Linked DNA regions of Vulpes vulpes: region 2 is linked to region 1. The links are chromatin contacts, called in public Hi-C maps. All regions are on one chromosome and are shown on one strand. The core of a region is the stretch at or near the end of the contact, and the rest is flanking DNA. Distances in the headings are between cores, read along the strand shown. Region 1 holds the start of DNPEP (aspartyl aminopeptidase). Region 2 holds the start of CNPPD1 (cyclin Pas1/PHO80 domain containing 1).

Region 1 (7,131 bases), core at 1,405-3,904:
TCATCAATCTTAGACCCCTTTGGCTCAAGTAAAGCCAAAGGCAGACACTTAACCGACTGAGCCACCCAGACTCCTCTTACTAGTATATTTTCTAGTTGATTATTGCATGGGAAAGCTGATGATTTTTAAAATCAAGTCACTCCTCCTAACCAATTCCAATAGGCTGTCACTTTAAATTCTTGAAGGTTTTAGATAATCAAATAACCTATAAGTAATGAGAAATTTTACTTTTCCATATATATATATAGAATTCCCTAATGGGAATTCCCTAATCGCTTTCCATATATATATATGGAAAAGTAAAATTTATCATTACATATATATATATATATACACATATATACAATTTATATATAAATGAGTAAAATTTCTCTCTCTCTCTCTCTCTCTCTCTATATATATATATATATATATATATATATATATGTATATAGTTTATTTTGCTTTGTGGCACTGGCTGTGACTGCCAAGTTGACTGTTGACTACTTGCAGTAAAACTCCCCAGGGTCTTACTTGACTTGAAAGGAGCACTTCTCCATTTCCTCACTCTATTTTGTTGTAGATTTCTGGCAGTTAGCCTTTATTTTTTCTCTTTCTGGTTTCTTTCTTTTTTTTTTTTTCAAAAGATTTGATTTGTTCATTCATGATAGACAGACAGAGAGAGAGAGAGAGAGGCAGAGACACAGGCAGAGGGAGAAGCAGGTTCCATCCCGGGACCCCAGGATCACGCCCTGGGCCAAAAGCAGGTGCCAAACCGCTGAGCTGCCCAGGGATCCCCGTCTTTCTGGTTTCTTAAGAGGATTTTGTTTTGTTTTGTTTTGTTTTATCAAGAATGGATGTTCAATTTAGCAAATATTTACCTTCACTTTCTAAGTTACCCATTTTGGTGATATTTGAATTTCTCACATTAGCATGTGCTTTTTTTTGGTACTCAGAAGAGCATTAAAATTTTTTTAGGCTGGGCAGCCCCAGTGGCTCAGTGGTTTGGTGCCTTCAGTCCAGGGCCTGATTCTGGAGACCTTGGATGGGTCCCACGTCGGGCTCCCTGCATGGAGCCTGCTTCTCCCTCTGCCTGTCTCTGCTCCCCTCTCTCTGTGTCTCTCATGAATAAATAAATAAAATCTTTATTAAAAAAAATTTTTTTAGGCTAAATCTCCTGTTTCAGCTCTGGTCATGTCTGTGAACGGTGTCCCTTCCCCACCAGCCAGCTTCTGGCTCTCAGGAAAAGAATGTTCTCTCCATGACCCACTCAGCACTGAAACTTTATACATAATGACATTTCAGTAAACGATTAGGGAATGCCATGAATTCACCCCACCATCTGTATATTCTTGAACAGTGCAATACCCACTGCTATGAATTGAGGGCTGCTGGGTCTTTCTGACTACCCCCTACCCAACATTCCTACCCCAGTATAGAAAGGGCAGATTGCTCTGTTGACCTGTAATCCCTGGAATGTTGACCCCCCTGGTTGCCTGGACCCTCTTTTGTACCCTGGGGCCTTTAAGAGTCTTGATCGGAATCTATGACTAGGCAGGTACCTTGGTTTTTTAAATTGCTACTCACCACTCTCGACATATGAATAGTGGGATTACCTCCAAGAACATGTGGCGTTTGTTTTATTTTGTCTTTTTAAGAAGTAGAAAGAATGCAGATAGGAGTCAAATTCTAGATGCATCCAAATGGCTGTGTGATCTTGGACAAGTCATTAACTTCTCTGTCCTCAGGGACATTTCAGGTAACAGAACACTTACCAAGGTGCATATTAAAAGGCCCAGAAAAGATCTAAGAATGGCTTGGAACAAGGCACTGCCTTCGGGTGAGGACCTGGGACTGTTGCCCGAGGGTAGGGGAGGCATCAGGGGAATACAGGAATCAAATTAGAGTCCAAACCGCACCTTTGCCACTTAATGCGCTGGGGAGGTTATTCCTCTCTGTAGCTCGTTTTGTTCATGTGTAAAAAAGGGACAGTAAAAGTACAAAGTTGATAGAGCAGGTGTGAAGATTAAACAGAAAACACGTTAAGCCTTATCTCACCGTGAGCGCTCCAAGAACACTAGCCATGTTGCTTTTATTATCACAAGGGAGCCTGTGGGGAGAGAGAGAACTTTGTGCAGCACTCGTCGGACCAGGTGAGCGGGCTGGGCGGGTTTTCCCTCGTACTCTGACCTGGGGCAGGTCCGGGGGCGCGCGGCTCCCAGCTGTCCTAGCACCTCCCGGGCAGCAGAGGGCCCCCGCCACCGCCGCGGACGGACTAGCAGGGGGCGGGGCTGGCAACTGGGCCCAGCGAGGGGCGGGGCCGGCGGCGGGGGCGGGGCTGGCAACTGGGCCCAGCGAGGGGCGGGGCCGGCGGCGGGGGCGGGGCTGGCAGCTGGGCCCAGCGAGGGGCGGGGCTGGCGGAGGGCACTAGCGAGGGGCGGGGCTGGCGGCGCGGCGGGGGCGGGGCCGGGGGCGGGGGCGGGGCTGGCGGCGCGGCGGGGCCGGGGGCGGGGCCGGGGCAGGGGCGGGGCTGGAGGAGGGCACTAGTGAGGGGCGGGGCTGGCGGCGCGGCGGGGGCGGGGCCGGGGGCGGGGGCGGGGCTGGCGGCGCGGCGGGGGCGGGGCCGGCGGCGGGGGCGGGGCTGGCGGTGCGGCGGGGCCGGGGGCGGGGCCGGGGGCGGGGCCGGCGGGCCGAGCCCGGGGCAGGGCTGGAGGACGCGGGCACACGCGCGGGGTCATGCAGGTAGGCGTCCGCGGCCAGCCCAGCTCTAACTCGGATCCCAGGCCCGGCTCGGCGCCCCCCCGGGCCTAAGCGCAGCAGCGCGCCGAGCTGAGGGCTGAGCCTGGCCCAAAGCGAAACCGAAAGCCCGGCCTCCGTGACCCGATCTTCCCGGGGTTGGGCACGGTGGCCTCCGAAAGCAGGGGCGTGGAGGGGAGGTGGGGTGTTCGCCGGACAATAGGGCTTTGGCTCCGTGGACAGGCCGGCTCAGAGCCGGGGGCCCGCTGGCGAGCTGGGAGCTCGGAACCGCCCGGGGTTTCTGGGCGGGCTCGTGGGGCTGGGGTTTAGGGGCCGGGCTAGGGCTCGGCTTAGGGGCGGGCGGGACGAGCGGGGCGGGAGCGCTGCGGGGCTGATACTCTGGCTGGAGGATCCGAGCTTCAGCGGGAAGAGGCTGGGCCGGGCGTCCGCGTGTGTCCGAGAGGAGAGAGGCGGAAGCGGGGTCTGCGCCTTGGGTCGGTCACTTCGCGGGAATGGGGCTTGTGGGGGGCGGGTGGCTCCCGGGGCCTGGAAAATAACAATCAGGGCTCCCAAACCTCGTGGAAATCTAAGCGGCACCGCTCCCCCCCACCCCCAGGTGGCCATGACCGGGAGGGCCCGCAAAGAGGCGGTGCAGGCCGCGGCCCGGGAACTCCTCAAGTTCGTGAACCGGAGCCCCTCTCCTTTCCACGGTAAGTGACCGGGACAGAGGGGCAGGGTGGTGGCCCCTGTGCCCCCTACCCCGCTTCCATCGCTCTGAAAGGGCTCTTTTTCTGCAGCTGTGGCCGAGTGCCGCAGCCGCCTCCTCCAGGCTGGCTTCCATGAACTCAAAGAGACGGAGAGCTGGGATATCAAGCCGGAGAGCAAGGTACGTGGGGTGGGGTGGGGTGGGGTGGGGTGGGGTGGGGTGGGGGCAGACCAGCAGATCCCTAGGCCAGGGCACAAAGTCCTTTGTGCCAGCTGGCTAGCTAATCCAACTCCCCCCTTCCCCCAGTACTTTCTGACCAGGAACTCCTCCACGATCATCGCTTTTGCTGTGGGAGGCCAGTATGTTCCTGGCAATGGTTTCAGCCTCATTGGGGCCCACACGGACAGCCCCTGCCTCCGGGTGAGGACCTGGGGCTGCTGCGCCGGGGTAGGGGAGGCATCAGGGGAACACAGGGCAAAAGGGAGTGGGCAGGGACAGAGCGGGTGTCTATTTCTGGAGCAAGGAGACTTGCCACCCCCTTCTTCCATTCTTTGGGCCCTTCTCTGTCAGCAGTGTCCTTCCTTAGCTCTTGCTTCATCTGTTTCGCCTCCAAATCATGCTACTCGACCTTCTCTACTGCTCACTCCCCATCGTCACGCTCAGGTGAAACGGCGGTCCCGCCGCAGCCAGGTGGGCTTCCAGCAGGTTGGCGTGGAGACCTATGGTGGTGGGATCTGGAGCACCTGGTTCGACCGGGACCTGACCTTGGCTGGACGCGTCATTGTCAAGGTGGGAACTGGGGTAGGACCTGGGAGGTTCTCACCTTCCAGCTCCAGAGGATTGTGACCTTCCTTCAGGGGACTTGTGGAGAGCCCTCCAGGGAAGGGGCCGAGTGGGCCAGTCTGGGCTCCAGGATCATGTTGGTTAGTCTGGGTGAAGTGGGGGTTTTAACCAGCTGCGGTAGGGAAGCACCGTGGTCTGACCTGGCCCGGGGGGCCACAGTGCCCTACCTCAGGCCGGCTGGAACAGCGGCTGGTGCATGTGGACCGGCCCATTCTCCGCATCCCCCACCTGGCCATCCATCTGCAGCGAAATGTCAACGAGAACTTTGGGCCCAACATGGAGATGCACTTGTAAGCCTGGGGTCAGGGCTGTGGTGACTGGGAGGGATGGCTGGGGCGCCCAGGGATGGAAGGGGCCCGCTGGGACCTGGGACCCTGCTACCTAATGGTAGCCGCAGCCCCGTTATGCTCTTGGAACCCAGCTGATGGTATCTGAGGAAACCTCATGGCTCTGCGCTCTGCCATTTGGGAAGCAAGTTGGGACTCGAAGGACAAGGACAGTTTCCATTGGGAGATGCTTGAGCATGGGGGGGTGCCCTGCCCCCCCAGCTCTCCCCACACTTCCCTCACGTGTCTCCCCACAGAGTTCCCATTCTTGCCACAGCAGTCCAGGAGGAGCTGGAGAAGGGGACTCCTGAGCCTGGGCCTCTCAATGCTGCAGTAAGAGAGTCCTCTGCTCTCGAGAAGTGGGGGGCAGGGGAGGGGGAAGGGACTGATTCTCTGAGAAGGGGCAGGACAGAACAAGCAGACCTTCCTCCAAGCATGCTTCTGTCCTGCAGGATGACCGCCACCACTCAGTTCTCATGTCCCTTCTGTGTGCCCATCTGGGACTGAGCCCTGAGGATATCTTGGAGATGGAGCTGTGCCTTGCTGACACCCAGCCTGCGGTGAGGAATGGCTGCAGGGACTCATGGGTGGGGATCGCCCACGTCCTAGCCTACCCCAGTGTATCCCCCAAAGCCGCTCACCTCCTCGGCCAGTCCCCCATTTACTCTCTCCCCTCTTCTTCCCAATAGACACCATGTCCCTCTGCCTCTGGGCCAGAGGTTCTCAAAAGGGCACTTTCACACTCCAGACCTGCCTACTTGGACGCCTGCAGTGGCCCTGGGAATCAGCCCCTCCACAGATTCCCTAGGAGTTTCTGCTATAGGTGGTCGCTGTGTACTCTGACTCACACTGGCCCTGCACCTCTGAGGGCAGAAGGCCTGGATGTGGCCCCCCTTTCTCTGGAACCTGCCCTTGTGTCCCTCCCAGTTGCCCAAAGTAGGAGATTATGAAGCTTCTGGATGTTCGGTCTTGTTTGAATATGCACTGTTTCTGGGCTGGTCTCCTCTTCTCTTCATTTTCTTAGCTTTTTTCCTGTCCGTTTGGCTCCTCTCCTTTCCCCCATCCCACAGGAACTGGTAGGAGCGTCACCCCCCTATCCCTCTGCTCCTACCCAGCTCCATTCCTCGTTGTCCACTCAGCCCCACATAGCAGGAGCACAGCGCCCTAAGCTGGAGGGGGGGCGTGGGGCACTATACACAGATGCACCGAGGCTCGCTCGAACCCAGGCCTTTGGGAGCAGCAGGTGAGTTGGGGCAGAGGGTTGAAGGTTGGGCTGACTGCCGTGTCTTTCTAGGTCCTGGGTGGTGCCTATGAGGAGTTCATCTTTGCCCCTCGGCTGGACAATCTGCACAGCTGCTTCTGTGCCCTGCAGGTATGCAGCTGGGGCACCCCGGGCAGCACACACCACTTCAGGGAGGGGCCTTAGCTCCTCATAATGCAGCCTCATCCACTTCCCTCTGCTCCCCTTGCCCTCCAGGCTTACACCCACTTAGCCCTCTCTCTGTGCCTTGGGGTCTCAGTGGGGCTGTCTCTCTTCCTCCCAGTCACCTTGGTGTCCCTTCCTTCTTTCTACGCTAGTCAGTTCTGTTTCTTTCTTCCCTCTTGCTATCTCTTCTTTTCATACCTCTCCTTCCCGCCCCATCCTATTCTTGGAGACAGGCTTTGGGCTGCCACAGAGACCAGGGCCATACCTGGGACTTGAATCAGCTTCTGCAGCCAGCCAGCTGTGTCACCTTGTTGGAGTCCCGGTGACCTCTCTGGACCTCAATCTTTTCACAGGGGCCAATTAATTTATGTGCATTGTGTGGCTTTTTGCCTTTCCAGTATTCTCTGCTCCCCCCCGCCCCCGCCCTGCCTCATCTTGCTCCTCCTCCTGCCTCTCATGCAGGAAGGTATAGGAGACGCAGCCCAGGTGGCCCAGCGGTTTAGCACTGCCTTCAGCCCAGGGTGTGATCCTGGAGACCTGGGATCGAGTCCCACATCAGGCTCCTGCATCGAGCCTGCTTCTGCCTCTGCCTGTGTCTCTGCCTCTCTCTCTCTCTCTCTCTCTGTGTGTGTCTCTCATGAATAAATAAAATATTAAAAAAAAAAAAAAAAAAAGAAGGTATAGGAGCAGGCCCAAAGGGTGGTTCTCCCAGCCCAGGTAAAAAGGTCTCCTGCATGCCAGGCAATGCCCTGAGAGATGACGGCCAGTCAGAGCCCCAGCCCACTTCACTCCGGCCGACAGGAGGCAGGAGGGGAGCACGATCCCTCTGATGAGGTTGAGGTGTTGGTGAGCAGGGTTATGGAGGGAGGAGGAGTGAGGAGGATGCTCTTGGTCTCCCCCCTCCAAACAGGCTTTGATCGACTCCTGTGCGGCCCCTGCCTCTTTGGCCTCGGAGCCCCATGTGCGCATGATCGCTCTCTATGACAACGAAGAGGTACGTAGAGGGCTGTGTGGAGGGTCTCTTCGGTGGAGGGTCCCCTCTGTGAAGCTTCCCGCAGCCAACTTGTACCAGGCACCCACCATAAGCAGGGCAGTTCTGGGAGCCCCAAAGATGG
Region 2 (7,131 bases), core at 1,863-4,362, 180 kb after region 1:
GAGAGGAAGAGAGAAAGAGAGAGCGCACGCACCACCCTCCCTTAGAGTCAGTCAGTCCCTTTAATCCAGTGCAGTAAAAGAGAAAGAAGGGCCTTCGGGAAGGACAAAGATTGAACCCTACTCACAGACAATGTAGGAAATCATAATCCCCGGAACGTAGTGTCCCAGCACAGCCAGCACAGCACAGCCAGAACAAACTCGAGCACAAAACTGCAGAGAGAAGCAAGGCTAAAAGGCATACGCCCCATTCACCTGGGCAAGACACTGCTGCTCAGCTGGCAGGAGCAGGGGTAAGGATGTCTTCTAGGGATGTGGTGATCCACTCTAGTTAAGAGGATGCCCAAGACCACCAATTCAAGAAGTTTACCCCAGACCTCACCAAACAACTATAATCCAAGCTGCCTCTGCCTTAACAAGCAGCAGCATGAGAACATCAAACACATTATTCCTGAAATGAGACTACTCCTGTACCAGGACACTACCTGTGAATGTTGCCTTTAAAGGCACCAGCCCTCTTCCTTCAGTGTCCATCCAGGGATTTCATGTTCCTCCTCCCCATCTGCCACACCCCCTCTGTTTCCCCACAGCACAGAAAACTGTTTTATGACATGGAGGTTACCTGAGCTGGATTCTGCCTCTTGTACTGCAGCAGCTCCTGCAGGTGAATCTGGAAGGTGAGCCAGCTCTCAGCCAGGTATCTGCACAACTCGGGCACACTCAGCAGGTGCGGCCGGGCGCCTGACCCCGCACCCTCACTGGGGAGACAGGACATGACCCCTGGAAGCCTCAGACACCAGCTTCCTAGGCACTCATAACCCTCTGAGAATGCCAAGGAGATCTTCAGTCTAAACATGTGGACAACCCCACTTCCCAAAGGGAGGCTGGCCTGGTCTTGGGAAGCAAAGCCCAGAGTTTCCAACCCTCTGCCCCCAAAGGAGCAGGCACCCAAACACCTAAACAGGAACCCAGGACCAAACTTGTTGCCAGTCCATTTGCTATGCTGGGGTCTGTGCTGTAGTGTCACCCTGCAATGTGGTGACACTGGCACCAAAGCAAGATAGGGTCTGGGGTATTTGTCTTCAAGAGATGACCTGCACTCACCTGTCAGAGTGTGGCTCCTCTGGGGATGATGCTATAAAGAGAGGAGGGGAAAATTATTGAGTGGAGACATGTCCCAGGGCAGGAATAACTGCCCCACCTCTGCATTCCCAGGGCACTTTATTCAGATGCCAAATGCAACAAGAATTACATTGTTATTATGGCTTGCATTTGTATGCCTGACTCCTTTAAACCTCACTCTTCTTTTTCTTTAAAATTATTTTTATGTAATCTTTACACCCAACGTGGGGCTTGAACTTACAATCCCAAGATCAAGAGTCACATGCTCTACTAACTGAGCCAGCCAAGTGCTCCAAACTTCTCTATTGGGATGCCCAGGTGGCTCAGTGGTTAAGTGTCTGCCTTCAGCTCAGGGTGTGACCCTGGAGATCCAGAATCAAGTCTCACATCGGGCTCCCTGCATGGAGCCTGCTTCTCCCTCTGCCTGTGTCTCTGCCTCTCTCTCTCTCTCTCTCTGCGTGTCTCTCATGCTCTAAGATTTATTTAAAAGAGAAAGATGCAACAGGAGCAGTAGGGGAAGAGGAAGAAGCAGAACAGACTCCCTGCTGAGCAGGGAGCAGGATGAGGGGCTTGATCCCAGGACCCAGAGATCATGACCTGAGCTGATGGCAGATGCTGAACCGACTGAGCCACCCAAGGGCCCCTAAACTTCACTCTTTTCAAACACACTTTACTCGTGTTTACATCCCAAGCAGCTCACACAGCCTGACATCTAACTGCTCCAAAAATACCTATTTAATAACACCAATAACAACAACAACAACAACAAAAGAACCTAACATTGCCATGATTCCTCTAATATGCGGAACTCTATCATAAGCACGTAACACCTATGAGCTCGCTCAGTCCTCCCCTCTTGACTAAGTACATTTTATTACCCTCGTTTCATAGAAGAGAAAACCGAGGCAAACACAAATTGAGTCGCTATTACAAGGTCACATCCACACGGCGAATGGAACCCGGGCAATGTGGCTGTAGAGCCCACGCTGTTTACTACACTCACGGTAACACGGATTTTTGAGCTGGAGAAGTGGTGGTGCCTGGACGCTGGCGGCCCGCCGCACGTTCGCCCTCCTCCCCAGTCAACCCACCCGGCGGGGTCGGGCACGGGGCAAGCGCAAGACACGGCTTGGTGGGCGACGTTAACACTCACCCGAGAGGTCCGGGAAGAAGCGAGGCTGCCAGAGATCCAGCAGAAAATAGGCCAAAAGTGAGACGCTGAGTAGGAAGAAAGGCCGGAGGGACGACGAAGAGAGCAACCTTCGGGAGAGACGGGCACCGCGGCGCTGAGCGGCTGAGCCTCCCGCATCCACCGCGAAAGGCGGAAAAGCGCCCACTGATGGGGGAACGGGAAGCTCCGGGCCTAACTCGAGACCCCAGAGAGAGGGATGGGCAACCCCGACGGGGGTGCTTCCCCGCGGCGAGCGGCAAGCCCGGGCACCGACACGGGGCTCCCGGGGCTCCCGCGCCCCCGCCCCCCGCGCGCCCCCGCGGCCCGGCCCCGCCCCCTCCGCCTCCTCCGCGGCGGTTACCAGAAGAGGCCGTTGAGCGCGGCCGCCGTGACCAGGCTGTGCAGCGGCTTCTCCCACACCAGCAGCCGCTGCGCCGCCGCCAGCACCGCCTCCCAGCCGCGGAGCCGCAGCCACAGCGTCGTGGCCAGGCGTCCCACCGCCTCGGCCGTGGCCGCCTCCTCCTCCGCCTCGCCGCTGGCCTCCCCCATGCCCAGGCTCAGACCCAGGCCCAGCCCGAGGCTCAGGCCCAGCCCCGGGCCGCCCCCCGCGCCGGTGCTCCCGCCGCCGCCGCCACCGCCGCTCGCCATGGCCCCGTCGCAGCCGCCGCCCGAGCTCGCGAGGAGCCAGGGCTGCGCGGCCGCCGCCGGGGGCGCGTCAGGCGGAAGGGGGCGCACGCCGCGGAGAGCGCAGCCCGGGCCGCCGAGGCCCGTCACGTGACGGCGGAACGACGAGCCCGTCACGTGACGCGCCCTAACCGCCGGGAGAGCGCGGCCCGCGCCTGCGCGCAGGCGGCTGCGGGCCCCCCTGCTCCTGCGCAGGTTCGTGCTGCAGCTGCTGGAGTCGCGTCGGCGCTGGGGCCGCGGCGCTGCTCTGCCCTTCCGGCTCGAAAGGGGCCGCGAGGCCTCACGCCCGCCCGATTTCTCCGCCCTGTACGGGCAGGGCGGCTGGGGGGCCCGTGACTGGCCCGGTGTTCCCGGTGCGCTGCGGGCCGAAGGGGCAGCAAGTCGGCTTCCAGATGCCCGGGGTCGCGGGTGGGACCTGCTGCGGCCCGCGGAGGGCGGCGGCCGCCCTGTTACTCAGCCCCTGACTTTCTGGTCCTCCCAGGTCCCTCCCCTCAGCGGGTAAACAAACACGGGCGCGTGACCCGAGCGACTCAAACAGCCTCACCGAGGCTGAAGAGCAGTTTCCTCCCCGTCCCTTTCCGTAAACTCCGCTGCCAGCGCCTCTCGGAGCTCTTTCCAGTCCCTCGCTCAAACAGGAGGTTGGGGTCGCGGGGTGAGTCTAAAAATAGAATCCTGTTGAGCTGTTTGCTCTGGGGGCGCGTGTGCATGGTGTTTACGGAGGCTCCAGAGCCCCTCGTGATCCCTAATTTCTGCAGCGACCCCACAAAACACCTGCTTGTATGTAGCAAACTCCGGACAAGGAGGGATACGGCGAGACGTAAGTTTTTTCCTCCGCCCCCTCGACCACGGGGCACGCGCTGTGAAGCGTCTCTGTATGTTCTTTCCAAAAGTGTTGTCCAGGCACGTTAGGTGCGGCTTCGAACAGACAAGAAAACATTTGGCAGCAATTCGTTGTCGCGCATCTCGCTTTTCAGTGACTTGAACGTCTGCGTCGGTACAGAAGGCGGCCGGCGCGGTCACCCCCCGCGAGGTCACCCCCCGCGAGGCGTGGCCCCCGGGGCTGTCCCCATCGCCCAGGCGAGGGCTCGCCGCGCTCGGGGCGGCCGGGGGGGGGGGGGGCAGCGGGCGGCAGGAAGCTCCGGGCGGGGGCGGCCGGCGCTGGGTGAGGTTTGCGCCCCGGCCCCGAGGCCCGCACCCCGCACCCCGCACCCCGCGCCGGGGCCCGGATCGCCGAGCCCGGAGCCCCGCCCGGGGCGGAACAGGAAGAGGCGCCCGCCAGCCCGGCCCCGCCTGCCGCCGCCGGCGCGAGGAGCCGAGGCCCCGGGGCTGCGCTGGGGAGGGCGCGGGCGGGCGAGGGCTCCGCGGCTCCCGGACACGCGCGCGTTCCCTTCCACGTTCGCAGGGCGGCAGGTGGCGGCGCGATGGACCTGGCCGGGCTCCTGCGGGACGAAGAAGGCACCTTCTGCCTCACCGGCTTCCAGGACTTCACGGTGAGAGCGCGGCCCGCCCCCTCGGTGGCCTCCCCGGGCGCTCCCCTCGGCCGAGCGCGGGCGCCAGCGCGCCTGCCTGCCGGCTGGGTCTGGAAGCCGGGCGCGAGCCCCTCGAGCCATGCCTACCCGAGGCCCTGGCGCCTTGGGCCCAGGGGTAGAGGAACGGGGTAGGGTTGTCTCGGGAGGACCTCCCCGGGGGCGAGCCCGTGGTGCAGGATCTCCCCCCACCCCCTAGGTAGGCCGCCGGTGGCAGATAATCCCGAGAACCGGGCGGGGTGGGGACACGGGCCTCCTAGCAGTGAGCCGAGCCTGCCGCCCCGCACCCCACTCCCCACTCCCACCCGGAGCCAGGATCTCCACCGTAGCCTTTCTTCCCTGGCCTTCACCGGCCACCACCTGCCGTTTCAGTTCCTCCCAGGACACCAGAAACTGAGTGCTCGGATCCGAAGGAGACTCTACTATGGCTGGGACTGGGAAGCTGACTGCAGCTTGGAGGAGCTCTCCAGCCCCGTGGCAGGTTAGTGTTGTGTGGTTAGAGAGAAGCATGAAGGTGGGGCTGTCAGAGGCCACCAGAGTGACTGGGTGTACACCCCACGAGCTGTGTTGTGTGCTCATAGCTAACTTACCAATACTTGGTACAAGGAGTGGGTTTCCCTTTCACATGTTTTTTTAGTTCAGATGAGTAAAATACATCACTGTCTTACGAATTTGTATCGCTCTTGATTTGTAAATGGGCAACGTAACACATGTATCCCAAATTTACAAGGTGTGTTTATTTTCTCAGATGGGTGGGATGAAAGACAAATCTGGGTAATTTCAGGTGACCTGCAAATAAGCCCTTCCTGCTGGAAGGAGCTGAAAGTCAAATGTGAAATGGGCTTTTTGTCTCAGGATGGGAGAATTTGTTTTGTTTTACTGTGGTTCTGTCCCTAAGGCCTCAGATTATACTGATCCGACTCTTCTGCTGATAGCAGTGGGAACTAGGTGTGCGTGGGGGTGAGGTGGTAAGGGAGGAGTTGCTTGCCTATCTGCCTGCCTTTTTGCCTCCTGCAGACATTGCTGTGGAACTGCTCCAGAAGGCAGCCCCCAGCCCTATTCGTCGACTCCAGAAGAAATACGTAGCTCATGTGTCCAGGTGAGCCTGGAATTGAGGCCGGCAGGACAAGAGAGTGTTTGGGCCCCAGAGAAAGGGAAGTGTTTATCTGTAAAGCAAAGGTGTAAAGGCACAGGGATGAGCGTTGTAAGGGTGGTAAGGGCTGAAAGACCCTTGGGGTTAATTAGAGATCCTTTCTGCCACCCAGGGAGGCGTGCATCTCCCCATGTGCTATGATGCTTGCCCTGGTGTACATTGAGCGGCTCCGGCACCGAAACCCAGGCTACCTACAGCACGTGTCATCCTCTGACTTGTTCCTGATCTCCATGGTAAGACGCCCCCTCCCCTCCATCTCCCTCCCTCAGAGGCTGGCCCTGAGCTCCTGTGACACCGCTTCTGGCTTCTCTGTAGATGGTGGCCAGTAAGTACCTCTATGATGAAGGGGAGGAGGAGGAGGTCTTCAACGATGAATGGGGAGCGGCAGGGGGCGTGGCCGTGCCCACTCTCAACGCCCTGGAGCGGGGCTTCCTGAGTGCCATGGTGAGTAGCTGTTCTGTCTCACTCAGCTTCTCTGAGCTCTCGTTATGTTCCTTTCTTTTTTTCCTTTTCTGGTAGTGCTCTGTAGTTTCTTTGTTTCTCTTTTTGCCTCTTTTCCTTGTGTCTTTTCTTATTAGTGGCTTCCCTTCCCAGCCCTTCTGGACCAACCACAGCCTTTGGAGGTTCCTGGCATGGTGAGGCCAGAAATGAAGTATCCCCCACCCCTTCCTTCAGGCCCTACATGTTACAATCTGAGTCAGAGCTTATCTCACTGGATTCTGAATATTTGCCTCCAGACTTTCTCTCCCTCACAACCCTCAGCTTCCTATGGGCATGAACTGTTCTTAGGATTATTTTCAATCTCTGCCTTTAACTGAGGGGTGTACTATGAAACAAAATAACATGGTGTTAAATGAGTTAATATGTAAAAGCTCTCGAAACAAGTATCTGCACGTAGGAAGTGCAGAGTAAGTATCTGCCGGAGTGGTGGTTGTAGTTGGTGCCATGGTCCTGGTTATTCAGTGACTGTGGCTCGAATCTGAGTTTGGTCTGGCGCCCTTGTTTTCCTGCCCACAGGATTGGCGTCTCTATACTGATCCTCGGGAGATCTTTGAGGTGCTGAGCTGGCTGGAGAGCTGGTAGGTTCTAGAGTTGGGGAGAGAGGCTCAAGGGATTTGGGGGCTTAGCCCTAAATCGTAAGAAGGAGACAGAAATAAGGGTCTGTGTCACTGGGGGGAGGGAGGAGAGAGGAAAGAAAATTGCCCAAGATAATGGCTCCTAAACCTGTCTGCCGTCTTTGTAATCACCCATGGAAGGGCAGGAGAAGCTCCTTTAAAACACAGATCTCAGTTTCACTCTCAGTTTCTGGATGAACAGGTAGTCTAGGAATCTGTACATGTAACAAGTTCCCCAGTGTGTCCCGGTGGGCCCCCAGGGGAATGAGGGTGCCACTGGGCCAGCTGCAGAAGAGCTGCAGACGCCCCTTGTCTTTCTCCCCTGCCAACAGTGTGGCTGAGCAGCAGGGACGGCGGCGGGGC

What was found. Hi-C and Micro-C count contacts between places; a contact is called where the count stands out from the background.
Region 2: a Hi-C map of skeletal muscle shows a contact between it and region 1, with 3 times the contacts expected there. The contact joins the promoter of CNPPD1 here to the promoter of DNPEP in region 1. A contact is called at or near these places in 2 of 3 Hi-C or Micro-C datasets (both in skeletal muscle).

The regions. Positions count from the first base shown.
Region 1 is chr16:5,045,768-5,052,898 of VulVul3, forward strand. DNPEP (aspartyl aminopeptidase) reads left to right here and starts at 2,655. Exons shown (of 15, transcript XM_072742813.1): 1 at 2,655-2,721; 2 at 3,332-3,425; 3 at 3,513-3,601; 4 at 3,728-3,841; 5 at 4,085-4,210; 6 at 4,424-4,554; 7 at 4,848-4,923; 8 at 5,043-5,150; 9 at 5,885-5,962; 10 at 6,927-7,010. The coding sequence starts at 2,716.
Region 2 is chr16:5,223,052-5,230,182 of VulVul3, forward strand. It overlaps CNPPD1 (cyclin Pas1/PHO80 domain containing 1), which reads left to right and starts at 3,113. Exons shown (of 11, transcript XM_072742193.1): 1 at 3,113-3,169; 2 at 3,456-3,626; 3 at 4,377-4,464; 4 at 4,873-4,981; 5 at 5,518-5,599; 6 at 5,766-5,886; 7 at 5,969-6,097; 8 at 6,232-6,288; 9 at 6,671-6,732; 10 at 7,101-7,131. The coding sequence starts at 4,396. RETREG2 (reticulophagy regulator family member 2) reads right to left here and starts at 3,145. Exons shown (of 9, transcript XM_072742189.1): 1 at 2,652-3,145; 2 at 2,273-2,379; 3 at 1,102-1,132; 4 at 620-755; 5 at 126-210. The coding sequence starts at 2,938.